Regions from separate parts of the Sus scrofa genome. Here region 2 is linked to region 1. A link is a contact called in public HiChIP or PLAC-seq data. All regions are on one chromosome and are shown on one strand. Each heading gives the region's core, a stretch centred on a gene start, on an enhancer-like site or on the middle of the called end of the contact. The rest is flanking DNA. Distances are from core to core; before and after follow the strand shown. Region 1 holds the start of SIK2 (serine/threonine-protein kinase SIK2). Region 2 overlaps SIK2 (serine/threonine-protein kinase SIK2).

The links. HiChIP or PLAC-seq counts read pairs in DNA pulled down with a chosen protein or histone mark.
Region 2: an H3K27ac HiChIP or PLAC-seq map of skeletal muscle shows a contact between it and region 1. The contact joins the enhancer-like site here to the promoter of SIK2 in region 1. A contact is called at or near these places in 1 of 5 promoter capture datasets (fetal liver), 6 of 47 Hi-C or Micro-C datasets (embryonic fibroblasts, epiblast stem cells, heart right ventricle and 2 more) and 2 of 2 datasets of contacts at active chromatin or transcription factors (alveolar macrophages and skeletal muscle).

What each region holds. Positions count from the first base shown.
Region 1 is chr9:39,367,126-39,370,242 of Sscrofa11.1, forward strand. It overlaps SIK2 (serine/threonine-protein kinase SIK2), which reads left to right and starts at 1,430. Exons shown (of 15, transcript XM_021062772.1): 1 at 1,430-1,713. The coding sequence starts at 1,579.
Region 2 is chr9:39,482,298-39,485,414 of Sscrofa11.1, forward strand. SIK2 (serine/threonine-protein kinase SIK2) reads left to right here. Exons shown (of 15, transcript XM_021062772.1): 15 at 1-1,222. All of the region lies in intron 15 of PPP2R1B (serine/threonine-protein phosphatase 2A 65 kDa regulatory subunit A beta isoform), which reads right to left. Among named protein-coding and RNA genes, the nearest start is that of PPP2R1B, 34 kb to the right of the region's middle. Within about 2 kb of position 1,699, at least 13 of the 83 cell types and tissues checked have an H3K27ac peak or open chromatin away from gene starts, as enhancers often do. A contact at or near this core is called in fetal liver, liver and skeletal muscle, where this site is marked.

The DNA.
Region 1 (3,117 bases), core at 180-2,679:
ATCCCATAATTGGTGACATTAACTTTGATCATTTGGTTACAGTGGTATCTGTCACATTTTTCTTCTGTGAAAGTACTGTTTTTATCCTTTTATAATGAGTAAGAAATTTGAGGATAGTTTGAGACTAGAAATATCCCATTCCCTAGCATACTAAATGATTTCAACATCTATCGACAATTCTATCTGAATCAATTATTACTATAATGGTTGCGAAATAGTGATTTCCATAGAATGGCTGCAAAATGGTGATTTCCATAGAATGGAAATTTCATCATTTCTTCTATGTGTATTAGTTGACATTCCACCATCAGGAAGAACTGTCATTTTTTCCCCCGTATATTTATTTAACATTGTAAGAATAAGTAAGCACTCATGGAGTCTTTTTAAAAATTCATTGTGTTATAAACCCATTTCCATTATTCCTTCGTGATGCTCAAATTATCCCAGATTGTTAACTTCAAACTAGATCCGATTTCCTTCTGACATGTCCTTACCTTTCTTTGAAAATCTTGCTTTCTGGCATAAGACCTTTCAAGGGCATTTTATACTTTCCCTCTCCTTGTCTGGAAATAATGCTGTACCTGTTTCCTTGGATCACCATATGGAAGACTGGTGTGGTAATTTGCAACCCTAACTCTAGTATTACCTTGTGACTTTGGCAATTCCCTCATTCCCTGGGGGTTGATTTCTCACCTGAAAAAAAAATTGGATTAGAAAGTATTTCTTTACCTTTTCGAGGTCACCAACACGTTTGGGAATCTAATAACAGCTATCGCCCATCTTCCCAAAGCTGGAAGAGGCAAAAATTTGGACATATTTTTAGGGGTTCGGGCTCCAAATCCCTGGATTAGGTGATCTTCAAGGTCTCTTCAACGCTGACATTCTGTGAATCTATAAGCATCGCGCTGCTGTCAGAATGATTCCCCAGAGACATCAAATTTGGAGGGATTTATATAGAAACAGATGAGAAAAGGATATAAAAGAAAGGAGCCTGTGAGCAATGCATTGCTCAGCCACAGTTCTTTGCCCGTGCCAAATTTAGGACACAAAGTAGTCATAGGTGAGAGGTTTTGGCGGGAAGGTCTCCGGGTGGGTGGAGAACGCCGCGGCAACGGAAGAAGACCCCGGCCCGGCTCAGGTCGCTGCAGCCCTCCACTCCGCCCACCAGAGCTCGCTCTTGCCCTTCGGCTGGGTGGCCAAGTAACTGGGCGGGCCGGGAGGCGACCCCGCCCCCGGCAGCGGCGAGGCGGCGGAGGGCGCCGGAGCCCGGAAGGAACGCGCCGTCCAGGCCCCGCCCATCTGCCCTACCACCCTGCTGCCTGCCGCCCGCCGCCGACGTCGGCGGTGCTCCGGTCGCCATGGTGACCAATCGAGGCCCGGTCCCGCCCCCGCCCCTCTGCCCCGGCCCCCTGACGTCGGCGCACGTCAGCGGCGGCGCGCGCCTGGCTGGGCCCTGCTGAGCGGGAGGGACTGAGCAAGGAGCGAGCCGAGCGGCCGTCGCCCGAGTGGAGCCGCTCCGCCAGCCCGCCGCCCGCCAGCCTGCGCTCCAGTCCGCCGTGTCTAGCAGCGGGGCCCAGCATGGTCATGGCGGATGGCCCGAGGCACTTGCAGCGCGGGCCGGTCCGGGTGGGGTTCTACGAAATCGAGGGCACGCTGGGCAAGGGCAACTTCGCCGTGGTGAAGCTGGGGCGGCACCGGATCACCAGGACGGAGGTGCGGCCCGGGGCTCGGCGGGAGCGTCCGAGGCGAGGGTTCGAGAGAGGAGCTGCTGACCGAGAGGGGGGCTGCAGCGGGGGGCTGGGGAGCTTCGAGAGGCCGGGTCACTAGCTGAGGCGAGAGGGCCTGGGAGTGTGAGGACCCAGGAGGTCCAGGGGTCGGTGAGCGCCGCAGGGACCGGGGCCGGGTCACCAGGACCCGAGTGTCGTCCGCTTGGAACCCCCACCAGCCGGGGCTTTGCCTTCCCTAGGCCACCCCCGGTGGCCACACGGAATTTCTTCCAGGGCCTCCCACCCGGGCCGTGACCTGGTCTGTGGCCTCCGCTCTGGAGCCCAAGTTCCGCGTCTTCCCTGCTTTCAGCTGGGGGTGGGGTGGGAGGGGAAGTCTCTGTGCTCCCGTGCTGCGCGGAGAGAGACGTCGCCAGCCCCGAAGAGGGGACCGCCTGCGCTCGGACTCCCGGGACGGGGCTCCGCGCGGCCCCTGTGACCGCGGCGCCCCTCCCGGGGCCGCGCGAAAAAGGGGGCCGGTGGCCGGGAATGCCGGGACGGCCACTGCCCATCTTCTCTCCCTCCTTTTGCCCGACAGTCTCTGATTTGATGTCAGGCTAGCTTGATCCCTCGCCCGAGGCATTTCCATCTAATACTCCAGACAATAGAGCTGGTTGAAACGGTCATCTCTGCCTTTGCACAGTTGATAGGTTGGTCTTTCTCATCCTAGGTTATCCCTTTCCCAGGTGTGTGTTCTGGCTGTGAATTCGCGGTCCTTAAGCCACATCAGATTCTGCCTCTCTACTCATAAAGCCCTGGATTGCTTCCTGACGGTGAAGCCAGCATCCCCCCTCCATTGCACATTCTAATGCACCGCACATATTTTCTCGCAAGTCTCTGTTCTTACCTAACCCGCCCCCCTTCCTTTCACCGCCTCAAGCTGCTCTCCTCAGGGTCTCTATTTTAAGATGTGCAAATTAAATACTTTAGAAAAACGGTGGAAACAAAACCATTCTTTAGAATAAAACCTTGTATTTTTGACGTACTCCACTCTGCCTCATCGTAGTTGTTCTGGAGTTTCATCCTTTTTCAGTTTTTGGTTTTTTTCCCTTCTAGTTTTCATCCTATTCAGTGTTCCCCCTTATTAGTGCGAATATACTAGAGTTTGAATATGGAATTAGGTAGGGTTTCTTTTTCAGAATAGCTGTGTAAGCTGAAGGACATTTGAAAACGAGTTTTTTGTAGCTCTGGTTCGTAGAAGTTTTGCTTAATGTGAAGAAGTTCATTTCCAAAAACAAGGGGCTTGTATATGCCATTGTGTTGTTCTCACTTTTTGTCCTCCCCTACTGATCCTAAGGCAGCCCAAATCTGACTTATTTTTTTAGCAACAGGACCAAGGTCACAAGTTTTCCTC
Region 2 (3,117 bases), core at 449-2,948, 120 kb after region 1:
CCCATCTTGGTGAAGCACTGGGTGAATGCGCCGTCCCCAAAACCTTATTCCCACTTGCCAGCTGCCTGGCTTGGGGGGAAGAGGTGGCCTCCAGGTAACAGCTGCAGTTTTCAGGCGACCCTGCGTGCATGAGACTAAAGGGGCAGCTCAGATGGCCATTCTTCTAGGCTCCAGTTGACCCAAGGCTTGGGTTCATATCGAAGAGGACTCGTTTCTGCACGTTACCCAGTGCAGTTATTTCCTACAGAAGTAAGTGCTACAAGAACACACCTGATTGCCAAGGGGCCAAATTATATTGCTCTGGCCACCACTGCAGGCCAACAGACACAACCACGGGGCGGGGCGGGGGGCGGGCGGCTAGGGGAAGAATTGGGAACTCAGCTCATTCCTGGAGAGGGGTGTAAAGTGTCTTTACAGTTAAGGCCCACCAGGGAGAAGTGGGCACCTGATCAGGCACTTTTTTTCGGGTTAAAAAACACACACAAACACTTCGATTGCATACTTTTGTCTTTTCAGAGGCAAAGTGGGTGGGTAGGGAGGAGCTTTAAAAATAGAAGTACAAAATAACATCCTGGAAAAATATGACCCCAGATCGGAATAGTGTTACGTTAGCAAACACAGATAACTGGGACTTGCCACTGGCTGTGTGATGCCTATCTGTTCAGGATTTGCTCAACCAAGGAAATGCACGTGGTGATACCGTCCCACCAGTGACGCTGAAAGGAATCGGCCTCCACCAAGATCTCTGAGGGGGGGAAAGAACCAGACAGAAAAGGAGGTTGGCTTCTCTTTGGGAACTGCAATTTAGGACATAAAAGTGATACAGAGAGATTTGCACTTTGTAGAAAGGGCAAGATTATTTGCTTATTTCTGAAGGGAGGAGGGTGGTCTCTGCTGGATGTTCGGTTTGTGAAAGAGTTACTTTTGATAAAATTAATTGCAGTTATTTTTTTCTGTGTGCTTTTTTTTTTTAATTACTAAGAAAAAATGGTGAGTTCAATAGCTTTGGTATATTGAGTACAAATCGTAATAGCTCCAATGTGAAAAAGACATCAAAATGTAACCTGTCACTCAATGTTAGTAAATTGCCTAAAATGCAGTTTAATAAATGATCTTTGTATCAGACGGTAATTTAAATAGGGTAATTTTCTGCAAGGAAAATGTACTGTTTTTACGTTTCCAACCCTCTTGAATTAAAATAAAAACAACTTGTTTTCTAAGAGCCTGGGTGAGATGAATGTCAGTGTCAGGCGGGTGAGATAGGGCCTCGGGTGGAATTTTGAAAAGTATGGAAGGTGGCTGTGTTCCCTGAGCTCTGGTGCTCATTTCAGCTGCAGAAAAGGACAGTGGATAATATGTTCTCATTGACGTCAGCAGGGTAAATAATACCTTGCTCTGAAATCACCCGGACGGGGAGCTGCTGCAGAGCGCTGACGCTGACGGAAGCGCCACTGGCCGCAGCCTGCGCGCCTGGCCGCGCCTGGCCGCGCCTGGCCTGGGGGGCTCCCCAACGACCAGCAAGTGGCACGGCACAGCACAGCACCGGGTGGGAACGGGACCAGCAAGATCCCGGCCCTGACAATGGCACACCTCTGCAAAAGGCTCACAGGGCTTCAGCACACATGCAACCCCCCACACACACACTCTGGCCCCCTCCTGGGGACAGGAAGCAGCCCAGGGCCCTCGGGTGCCGGGGAGCCCGTTTGCTGAGGCCTGCAGCGCCGCGCTCACACATTGACAATTGTTTGGGTGCCAGACCCTGAGTGAAAGGGCAGTATTAAATCCTACTTTCTGGCAGCAAGTTTAAGCTTTGGCTTCCGTCAGACCATTCCAGTTGAGCCCGGAGACTGCTCCCAAACCGAGGGACCACCTGCCGGCCAGGGCGGGAGGGGCAGCCTGGCCTGGCAGTGACGGCCACGGGCAGGGAGAGGGCAGCGCGCTCCACCCGCTCGTCCCGCTGCCCCGGCACCCCTTCCAGGCCTGTCCCCCAACTGCCATTATCTCTGTTGCGCTATCAAAGAACTCAGCAACACTGTGTTTCAACTGCCTTTTTTTTTTTTTTTTTTTTTTTTAAGGAAAAGCACTCAATTGCAATAATGCTGTTTTGCAAACTTTTCCCCTTTCCCACCAAATTTCTCCATCATTTGGATTTTCTGTTGCCAAAAACAACTCTAGTGTCCAAGGTGCAGGCAAAAATAACAGACCTGCCAGCAGAAACTGGACAGAAGTTTAGCAGCCAGTCAAGCCCTTGACCTTCACATTCTCCAGAATAACCTTTGGTCCAGTGGCCTTTGGGAGCCAAAGGCTTAGCGTAGGGTGGAGAATGGGGCAAGGGTGACCTGGGGTCTAGAGCTTGTCAGCAGCACCCACACTTCCAAAGCAACTCGGCGTCCGCAGTGCCACTCACCAGAGCCCGCCTCCATCACCGCTAGTTGTGGGCCATCTGCTCCTTTCTACCTCCCTAGCCCTGAAATTGAGGTTGCTCAGATCCCTCTGACATGCTGATAAAAGCTTTGGATCCTCTTCCTAGGAAATGTGTACACGGATATACAGCTTTAAACAGGTAATCCCAGGGGAGGAGGTGGTTCCTGAACCCCCTAAGGCCCATTCGTGGGGTTGGAGGTTTCCACCCCAAGCATCAGCATCTCCACCTGCCATCTCCCTGGGTGGACCGGGATGAGGGAGAGAGCACTCTCCCTGCTCTGCCCGCAGCCCCAGGGCACCATGGGAGGGAGTTCTGGGCTTTGTGCGCTAAATCCTGAGTGCCACACAGCTACAAGATAAATGTCACCTGCACAGGCAACAGCTGCTCTGCCCAGCTCATTCTGGCCCTAGTGATGTCACTTCAAAAAACCGACAAGGCCAAGTGGACGGACAGACCGTTGCACAGGGCTCATACTCTGCAGTGTCCCTCAGGAGACAGTGTCCCTTGGGCTTGACTTAAAAGTGAAGAGGTTGGACCCTCACCTCAGATACTAGCCATCACTGGCATACCTGTTCCAACGCAGGTTCCCCACAAATCACTGAGGCCAAACCCCAAACCAGGCCAGGCCAAGCGGAGAGCTTGCTGTGGGCCTCCAGCCATTCGACTAACACAATGTCCCAGTCCACCAATGC